Regions from separate parts of the Bicyclus anynana genome. Here region 1 is linked to region 2. The links are chromatin contacts, called in public Hi-C maps. All regions are on one chromosome and are shown on one strand. Each heading gives the region's core, a stretch centred on a gene start, on an enhancer-like site or on the middle of the called end of the contact. The rest is flanking DNA. Distances are from core to core; before and after follow the strand shown.

Evidence for each region. Hi-C and Micro-C count contacts between places; a contact is called where the count stands out from the background.
Region 1: a Hi-C map of whole larva shows a contact between it and region 2, with 3 times the contacts expected there. The contact joins the promoter of LOC112053962 here to the enhancer-like site in region 2. A contact is called at or near these places in 2 of 2 Hi-C or Micro-C datasets (whole body and whole larva).

Annotation. Positions count from the first base shown.
Region 1 is chr2:18,664,225-18,668,503 of ilBicAnyn1.1, reverse strand. LOC112053962 (tubulin beta-1 chain) reads left to right here and starts at 2,166. Exons shown (of 2, transcript XM_052887496.1): 1 at 2,166-2,328. The coding sequence starts at 2,272.
Region 2 is chr2:18,580,461-18,584,423 of ilBicAnyn1.1, reverse strand. It overlaps LOC112056596 (activin receptor type-1), which reads right to left. Exons shown (of 10, transcript XM_052889166.1): 4 at 3,393-3,487; 5 at 2,473-2,642; 6 at 1,878-2,063; 7 at 1,341-1,487; 8 at 1,083-1,264; 9 at 402-612. Among protein-coding and RNA genes, the nearest start is that of LOC112056596, 6.6 kb to the right of the region's middle. Within about 2 kb of position 2,508, at least 8 of the 8 cell types and tissues checked have open chromatin away from gene starts, as enhancers often do.

The DNA of each region.
Region 1 (4,279 bases), core at 917-3,416, 84 kb before region 2:
AGCACGTTGGTAGCATTGATAGTGGAGTGGCCACTCTAGCCAATCATGGCGTATGTATTTTAAGTAGTGATGCGGCTGTATCGATATCGATAATTGATATTAATAATAAATGTAATGTGATAAATTACTATTTATGTATTAAGTATAATTTTTAATACTCTAATTATATAATGTTTATTATTTTACCCCCTAATTGCATGAATTATGTAGGAGATAGAAATATAAGTTTTTTTTTAATAAAAACAAATTTATTGTACTTTGCAAAAAGAGTCTAGATTCGAAAACAAGTTCTAGAATAATTATCCTGAAAATTAGAATACGAAGCCATAGATGGCTTCGTATATATATATATATATATATATACAGGGTGATTCGGACTTTAGTACCGATATTTTTTTTCGTGGTTCAGTATCATTAATAGAACATAAATCTACAAACAGTTCGATACATTTTATGTAATTTTTTTTTATCAATTTATGTCTCAGAAATAACAAAATAATGGACACATTACCAAACAAACTGCGCAAATGCTGGCGGCACTTTGTAAGACGCCGACAAAGAAATACCGGCCGTAGGCATATCGCTTCGGCTTCGACTGACGGGGGTGGCAGAGGTGAGGGGATCGAAAAATCCCTGAGGACGCCTACCGAATTGCCGATGGGCGACCAGTGACAGACAATCTGCCGTCGCTTGCGCATTTACTATGTCGGGATTTTCAAATCGCGACTATTACGAAATGGGGCGAGTGTATTTACTCAGCAATGAACGCCTTCGTGCAGCTTGCACAATGTACGAGTGAGTGTTCCTAGGCCACGAGCCCAAGGAATCCTGAACCCCGCAGTGCCTAATGTGAGGAACAAGTGTTTTAAATAAACTAAATGAAAATTTTATTAAAACGTGCTCGGTTGTGCCTTGATAGGAATGGACTTCATTTCGAAGAATTGTTAAAATACAGTGATTAAAATTTTCAAATTAACAAAAACAAACTTAGTAAGTAGATATCATTGATTAATGTAAATATGCTGATTACAATTTTTTAAATACGCCTTTAATGCAAAAGTTTGCGTAATAATAATCATCATTTGTATTTCATTATTTCAATCGAAAGTTCATAGTTTTTATTATTATTATTACGCATGCACTTCAGGCATTATTCATGGCCCTAAGCCCAATAAAGTATGAAAGGAATATCGGTACTCAGCTCAAAAGTGACGACCTTTAATTATTATAAAAATAATAGGTATCAAACAAAAATAAAATAAACGCACAAAGGTCAACGGCCCTCGGCGCGGGCGCTCGCTAACCTACCTACCAGCTGATTTTGTAGTTGCCTATTACCTAGTACAGCGATAGGGTGACCCTCAAATTCTGTTTAAACGTAAATAACTTTAGCTAACGATAACTTTGTTATTTATGAAAAAAAAAAAGAAAAAATACGTGTTCATTAAATTTTGTTTATGTACAAAATATAAAAATATCCGTACTAAAAAAAAATTCTTCCTGTATATATATATAAACCTACCTAAAGAGTTAAAAATTGGTTGAAGTTTTTTATATAAATCGTTGACGATTCAAGTTATCTTTTTGTAAAATGATTAGTGGACTATAATTTATTACATATAAAACATGCAAAACTATTTACAGGAAATAGGGTTTGAAAGTTTATATCGAGTTTCACGCGATTACGCGGACGAAGTAGCAGACGTTTATAAAAAAATGTACATATTCTTTGATAAAAATATAACATAATACCATGTCTTAAGTTTCCATAAAATTTTGTAAAAATAGAAATCGTTCCCGTTTCAAAATGTATTTTCAAGAATGGTATATCGTTCAAACATAATTGTAAGCAATTCTTGGCAGCGATTTGGAGCAGCTTTGCTATATAAAATACTGCAGAAGCACAAGAAAGTATTGTAGCACAGTACCTAATACTATTAATAATGTTGTAGTTACATATTTTATCCAAATACAAACCGAATTAAAAAAAAATTATTTTAACAATATCCATTGTAAATATAGTAACGATATAATAATATATATAAAAATAGACCAATTTTAAGCAATAAGACAACTTGAGATGTCGCAATGCGACAAAAGTTATCGACTATTATCGGAACAGCCCTATTCGATACACTGCTTTCGTGGATAGCTCGCCGAAACGAACGCCGACTATTCTTCAACCAGCCACGAAAGTACGTGGAGCGTGCGGACTGCAGAGCAGACAAATATATTAGTGTTAAGTAATTTATTAAGTTCACAAATCACAAAATGAGGGAAATCGTACACATCCAGGCCGGACAGTGCGGAAACCAGATCGGCGCCAAGGTAAATATCGTAGTTATTGGTTTTTTGTTGTGATTAAGTAGAGAATGCGACCGGCCGGCATTTTGTGACTCTTTCAAATTCAACCTGCGGTAGAAAAGAAATTACGATTACAAAGAAGTGGTTAATAGTTTTGATAGGGTACCTATTTATTTGTATTGTAAATTACGATTAATTTGCTATTCGAAGTTCGAAATGGGGTGGTGGCCGCGTTCGATTTTCAACTTTGCGCATGCTCGTTCTTTACCAAAGGAAATTTTGCACTAAGGTCGTACACGAAAGTAACTATGATAAACTGTGATTTGTATTGTAGTATAATGCCAATTCATATCTTAACTTTTATGTGTACAAAGTTATTATTTATTTGATTTTAAAAGTTCATTCTACTTTTTGCTGTTTATTTCGTTCCACGTGTTAATTCGCCAGTTTGCCGGTCGCTATTTGAATTTGGAAGTTACCTACTACTATCAAGTATCAAACCCTCATAGTTTAGCTATTTGGATAGTATTTTTTCATCAGGTACTTACTGAGCTAATCATAACATTTTTATCGGCACTATAATGTAAATAGATATGATTGAAATGACAGCATACCTGCGCTGTGTAGGTATATAGCTGCTTATTATTATTTTACCTGGAACAGTGGGCGCAAACAACCGTTAGGTCACGCTGGCCCCGCTGATAAAGGGCGACCAATCAGAACGCGTTCCTTGTAACGTTCGAAATTCAAACTAGACGCTATCAGCAGCTGCTGCCATATGTCGTGGTATTTTCATCAAACTTGCCATATGGGTATCCTTTGCGGCACATTTTTTTTTTCGCTACCATAGGGCAAATATCCTCTGATGTTATGTAATAACGGCCATGTACACTGACATCACCAGCATTTCCGTTTCATCATTATCAATCCATATTCGGCTCACTGCTGAGCTCGAGTCTCCTCTCAGAATGAGAGGGGTTAGTCCAATAGTCCACCACGCTGGCCCAATGCGGATTGGCAGACTTCACACACGCAAAGAGAATTAAGAAAATTCTCTGGTCTGCAGGTTTCCTCACGATGTTTTTCTTTCGCGTGATATTTAATTTTTTAAAATGCACACAACTGAAAAGTTGGAGGTGCATGCCCCGGACCGGATTCGAACCCACACCCACCGGTATCAGAGGCAGAGGTAATAACCACTGGGCTAGGTAGAGGCGTTTCCGTTTATGATTTGCGTATTAGCCCCTTCATATCCCCATATCTATTTGATTATCATTATCAAACTAAGTTACTGTTCGACGGAACACGTAGGTATTGGTTTCTGTTGAGCCGAGTATGACTACTGATAACCCACCATGCTGCTTCGAAGCGTGTTGGCGAGTTTTGGTAGCGATTTTTTAAATCTTACTGTCTACAGTTCGTACGCTGTAGCATGGTGCGGGTGACAGTTCGTTTCATTCTAGTGAGTTTGCCGCGATTCACGGTAATAGTACGTATTATGAACGTCATACAGGCAACGGTCACCCGCACCATGCTATAGCGCACGAACTGTAGGTAGTGATAATGATCTTGGTCCCGTGTATGTTTTTCCGAAGTTTTATTTTCTATAAAATGTTACACGTACTTATTTAGAGGTATTTGATCGGGCTATTAAAATAGGTAATAGGTAACTAACAAGTTTTTATTTTTACCAAGAAATTCTTAGTAGGTAGGTGCCTACATAGGGAATTTGGGAGGCTGGTAGTACACGTCGTGCCTAGAGAGCTAATAACGTTTATGGACCTTGGTGCAGCTGGTCTATACACTAATTTTAACTAAATATCCCTAATTAACATCAAATCTATCATAGCCGCATTTTTCACATTCCGTAAAGCCCATTTTCATACATATTGGTTAGTAATTTTACAACACTACGATAGCTAGATGGAAGCGGGCTAACTTGTTAAGAGGATGATGAAAATCCACACCCCTTTCG
Region 2 (3,963 bases), core at 1,259-3,758:
GTCGGGGGCGCCCCCTCCCCCGGCACAGTGTGCGCAGTACGTACCGGGTGCGGGTCGTCGGGCGGCGCGGGGCGCGCGTTGTCGGTGCACACGATTTTGCGCATGTCGTCGAAGCTGGGGTCGGGGGCGCCCCCTCCCCCGGCGCAGTGTGCGCAGTACGTACCGGGTGCGGGTCGTCGGGCGGCGCGGGGCGCGCGTTGTCGGTGCACACGATCTTGCGCATGTCGTCGAAGCTGGGGTCGGGGGCGCCCCCTCCCTCGGCGCAGTGTGCGCAGTACGTACCGGGTGCGGGTCGTCGGGCGGCGCGGGGCGCGCGTTGTCGGTGCACACGATCTTGCGCATGTCGTCGAAGCTGGGGTCGGGGGCGCCCCCTCCCCCGGCGCAGTGTGCGCAGTACGTACCGGGTGCGGGTCGTCGGGCGGCGCGGGGCGCGCGTTGTCGGTGCACACGATCTTGCGCATGTCGTCGAAGCTGGGGTCGGCGGGCGCCAGCTCGCTGAAGGGCGCGCGGTGCTCCCGCGCCGGCGCCACCCGCCGCGTCACCTCCCACAGCACCAGCGCCAGCGCGTACACGTCGCACTTGCGGTACGCCTCGAAGCAGCGCACGTTCATACTGGGAACGAAAGCAGTACGTGCTCAGACCAATTATTGTAGAGGACCTGCCTCGCTAGACGTTACTTTTCTGTCAAAGTATATGATCAACGATCTAATGCGATTATAAAGACTGTCTCTATAGAATCGATGTTAAATAGTTGTAATCATGTTCGTCGGTTAAAGAGCTCCGTAAAAATACCTTTTTGTGTAATTGAATTGTGTAAAAAACCGGCATAAACTTCTAGTTTAGTATAAGACATATACAAATTCTAAGCTCGTTTTCCTCAGAAAATGACAGACAATTTTGTTCGTGACTATGAGTGCGATACAGGTCCTTCTATAATTGGTCTGAGAGTACATTAACAATATATAAACTAGGTTTTTAATTGGTTTTGAATGAAACAGTAATTTAATTTATCCGCAACGTGTCTCAAGTTTGATATAGCGGGTAGCAGCCCCAGGTCCGCTGGTCACTGGCAGGCGCAGTACCTCTGGTCCAGCGCCTCCGGGCTCATGTACCGCTTGGTGCCCTGGCGCGGGTTGTGCGTGAGCTCGGCCGCCACGTGCTGGCGCGTCACCGCCAGCCCCAGGTCCGCGATGCAGCACTCGCCGTTCACCTTCACCAGGATGTTCTTGGACTTTATGTCCCGGTGCGCGATTGCCGGTTTACCCTGCAACATATCGACGTTTAGTTTGCAAACGGTGAAACGTTCTCGTGTATTGTGCAAGTCCCGCAGTATTCGTCACCTGCGTGCCGTGTATGTCGGTGTGCAGGTGCAGCAGCCCGTTGACGATGGAGAGGCAGATGAGCATCATCTGGTGGCGCGTCAGCGTGCTGCGGCTCAGGTGCTCGTACAGCGAGCCCAGCGGGTGGAAGTGCGTTATCAGCCACAACTGTAACGAAACAAGTCTTCATTACTGCACTTTGGTTATATTTACATCTATACATATAACGTTATCAGCCATAACTGTAAGCATACATAAAATACTAAATAAAATTAAAAAAACAAGTATACTATAGGCCACACAACTGAAGTAAAACTTCTTTAAAAAAAGCGCCATTTATGAGCATAACTGCAACGCTACAAGTTCTTACAAAAAAACAAAAAGGGATAGTTTCAAAGTTCTGTAACAACGCCATCTACCGGTAGTTAAATAAACAAACACTGTTTGACTATGCTTGTAGATGGCAGCACGCATATTAAAAGCCTCGCTCGATTACATCAACGTCTTCCACCAGCTATCCTCCCCAAGTCAAGCTGTCAAATCAACAGTAAGTAGTACCTGCGTGCAGCTGTTCCTGCTGGTCATGTCGCTGCCGACGTAGGCGAGGATGTTGTCGTGGCGCAGCATCACTGTGCTGTAGATCTCCGTCTCGCGGCGCCAGCTGGCCTCGTCGCGCGAGAAGAAGATCTTCACAGCCACGCTGTCGGCGTACCACGAGCCGCGCCACACCTCGCCGTACCGCCCCTGCGGACCACGAGTTCATTGAGTCCTCTTCTTCTACTAGTACACTCATTTCATATCAGTTAATTGTTGCATGCCAACAGCGCCGGCCCAAAGTAAATTTTAAAATGGAGCGAGATCCAATTATGGCGCCTCTCCTGTTTCTCCTCCTCTCCTTTACACTCATACCAAATTATGAGTGTAAAGTAAGAATGGTACGCGAAGATCTCGACCATACTCTGGGGTGACCAATTGAAAATCAGGCGCAGTACCGTCTACGGTTGACTAGGACTATCATTTAGGCGCTCTCTAGGATTTGGCGCCTGAAGCGACTACTCCATTCGCCGTATGGACGGGCCGGCCCTGCATGCCAACATAGTTCTCAAGATAAGACAATCTCTCTGGCGCAGGTCCAAGGTCCAGGTGATCTCACCTTGCCGATCCTCTCGATGAGCGTGACCTGCTTGGCGAGCGTGCGCTGCACCATGAGCGGCAGGCCGGAGCCCGAGCCGCTGGTGACGGAGCACTCCAGGTACTCCCGCAGCGTGGAGTCGCCGGCCGCCACCGCGTGCAGCCCTCCGCCGTTCTGTGACCCTTCCACACCTTCAAGTAAATTAATATGTATATTAGTACAATACACACATCGCTGACTAGCCTAAAAGTATACATATTGTATAAAAAATGTATTCAAGATCTAAATTAAGATAGATCAATTGAAATGGCAACTTAATAAAGCAGACAATATTCTAGTAGGAAACGCCTTCATTGGAGCCTATAATAATATATAGCATATGCAGCTTCTAGTCTGAGCTTTGAAATTTTCAGTCCCAGCATAGAGCAAGGAATTTGTTGGTGTTACACCCTCAAACATCAGAAAGCACAATCTGCAATGGTTCAGATAACAACTGGTGGGTAATTGTGGAACTATATTGGATTTGTATGAGAGCTTCATATAATGAAATATACATGAAATAAATGCCAGTTAACGACACCACAGGTGATTCGACGTTTGAAAAGACGGCAAATTCTTGATTGAAAGTCACATATGACATACATATATATGAAGCTTCTCCTGCTGGGGAAAGTTGCTTCTAACCGCCAAACCTCCCTACAACTCCTCTGCTCATAGTCCATCGACTGATCGCACGAGATCAATAGAACAAAAAAAAAAAGTCAAATCCCCAGGAAAAGTATCATTTTGCCAACTATAATGAAATTTTATATTAAAATAGTAATTGTTGCATATTCAAATAATATCACCCATGTCTAAGTCCCAAATGTTTTCTAGGGAAGCTTGACCTGTAGCAGACCATTAAATACAGGCTGATGTGATAGTATAACGTCATATATCACCTTCGTAGTATGCGCTGGTGACGTGCTGGCTGTACATAGAGGGGAAGTAATTGGAGTCTGCGCCCAGCTTCTGTGCGGCGCGCGACACGCGTAACCTGCAAACATTGTTATTTTTAAACACAAATAAAGCACAAGAAATTATGTAGCTTAACAGGATCTCAGTGATTCAGACATTATAATTTTGTATACATGTCTTAAGCCTAGTTCGGACTACTTTACTTTACTTTTAAATCTAAGTAGGCTGATTGTTTAATTTGTTTGTTACGGTATTCTGTGGACTTAACATTCCATGAACACTCATGGTCTAAATATTTTGTAACAAATTTCATAGTTGTTTCTTCGCTTTAGCGAAACATAATTTTATGATTTTAGTAGCAACTGGACAAAATGGACTCGACTAATTCGCCAGGATCAGACTTGTTTAGCAGATGAACCAGAGAGCGTGGACGTGTGGTAGGAGGCGCAACTCGCTCGTTTAATAGTAGAGTAGAGTACAATGACGTATTGAAGGTTTTCCTCTTAATGGACATATTTATTTCTTTGCTTTTCATTATTTCCTTTAGTGACCAGT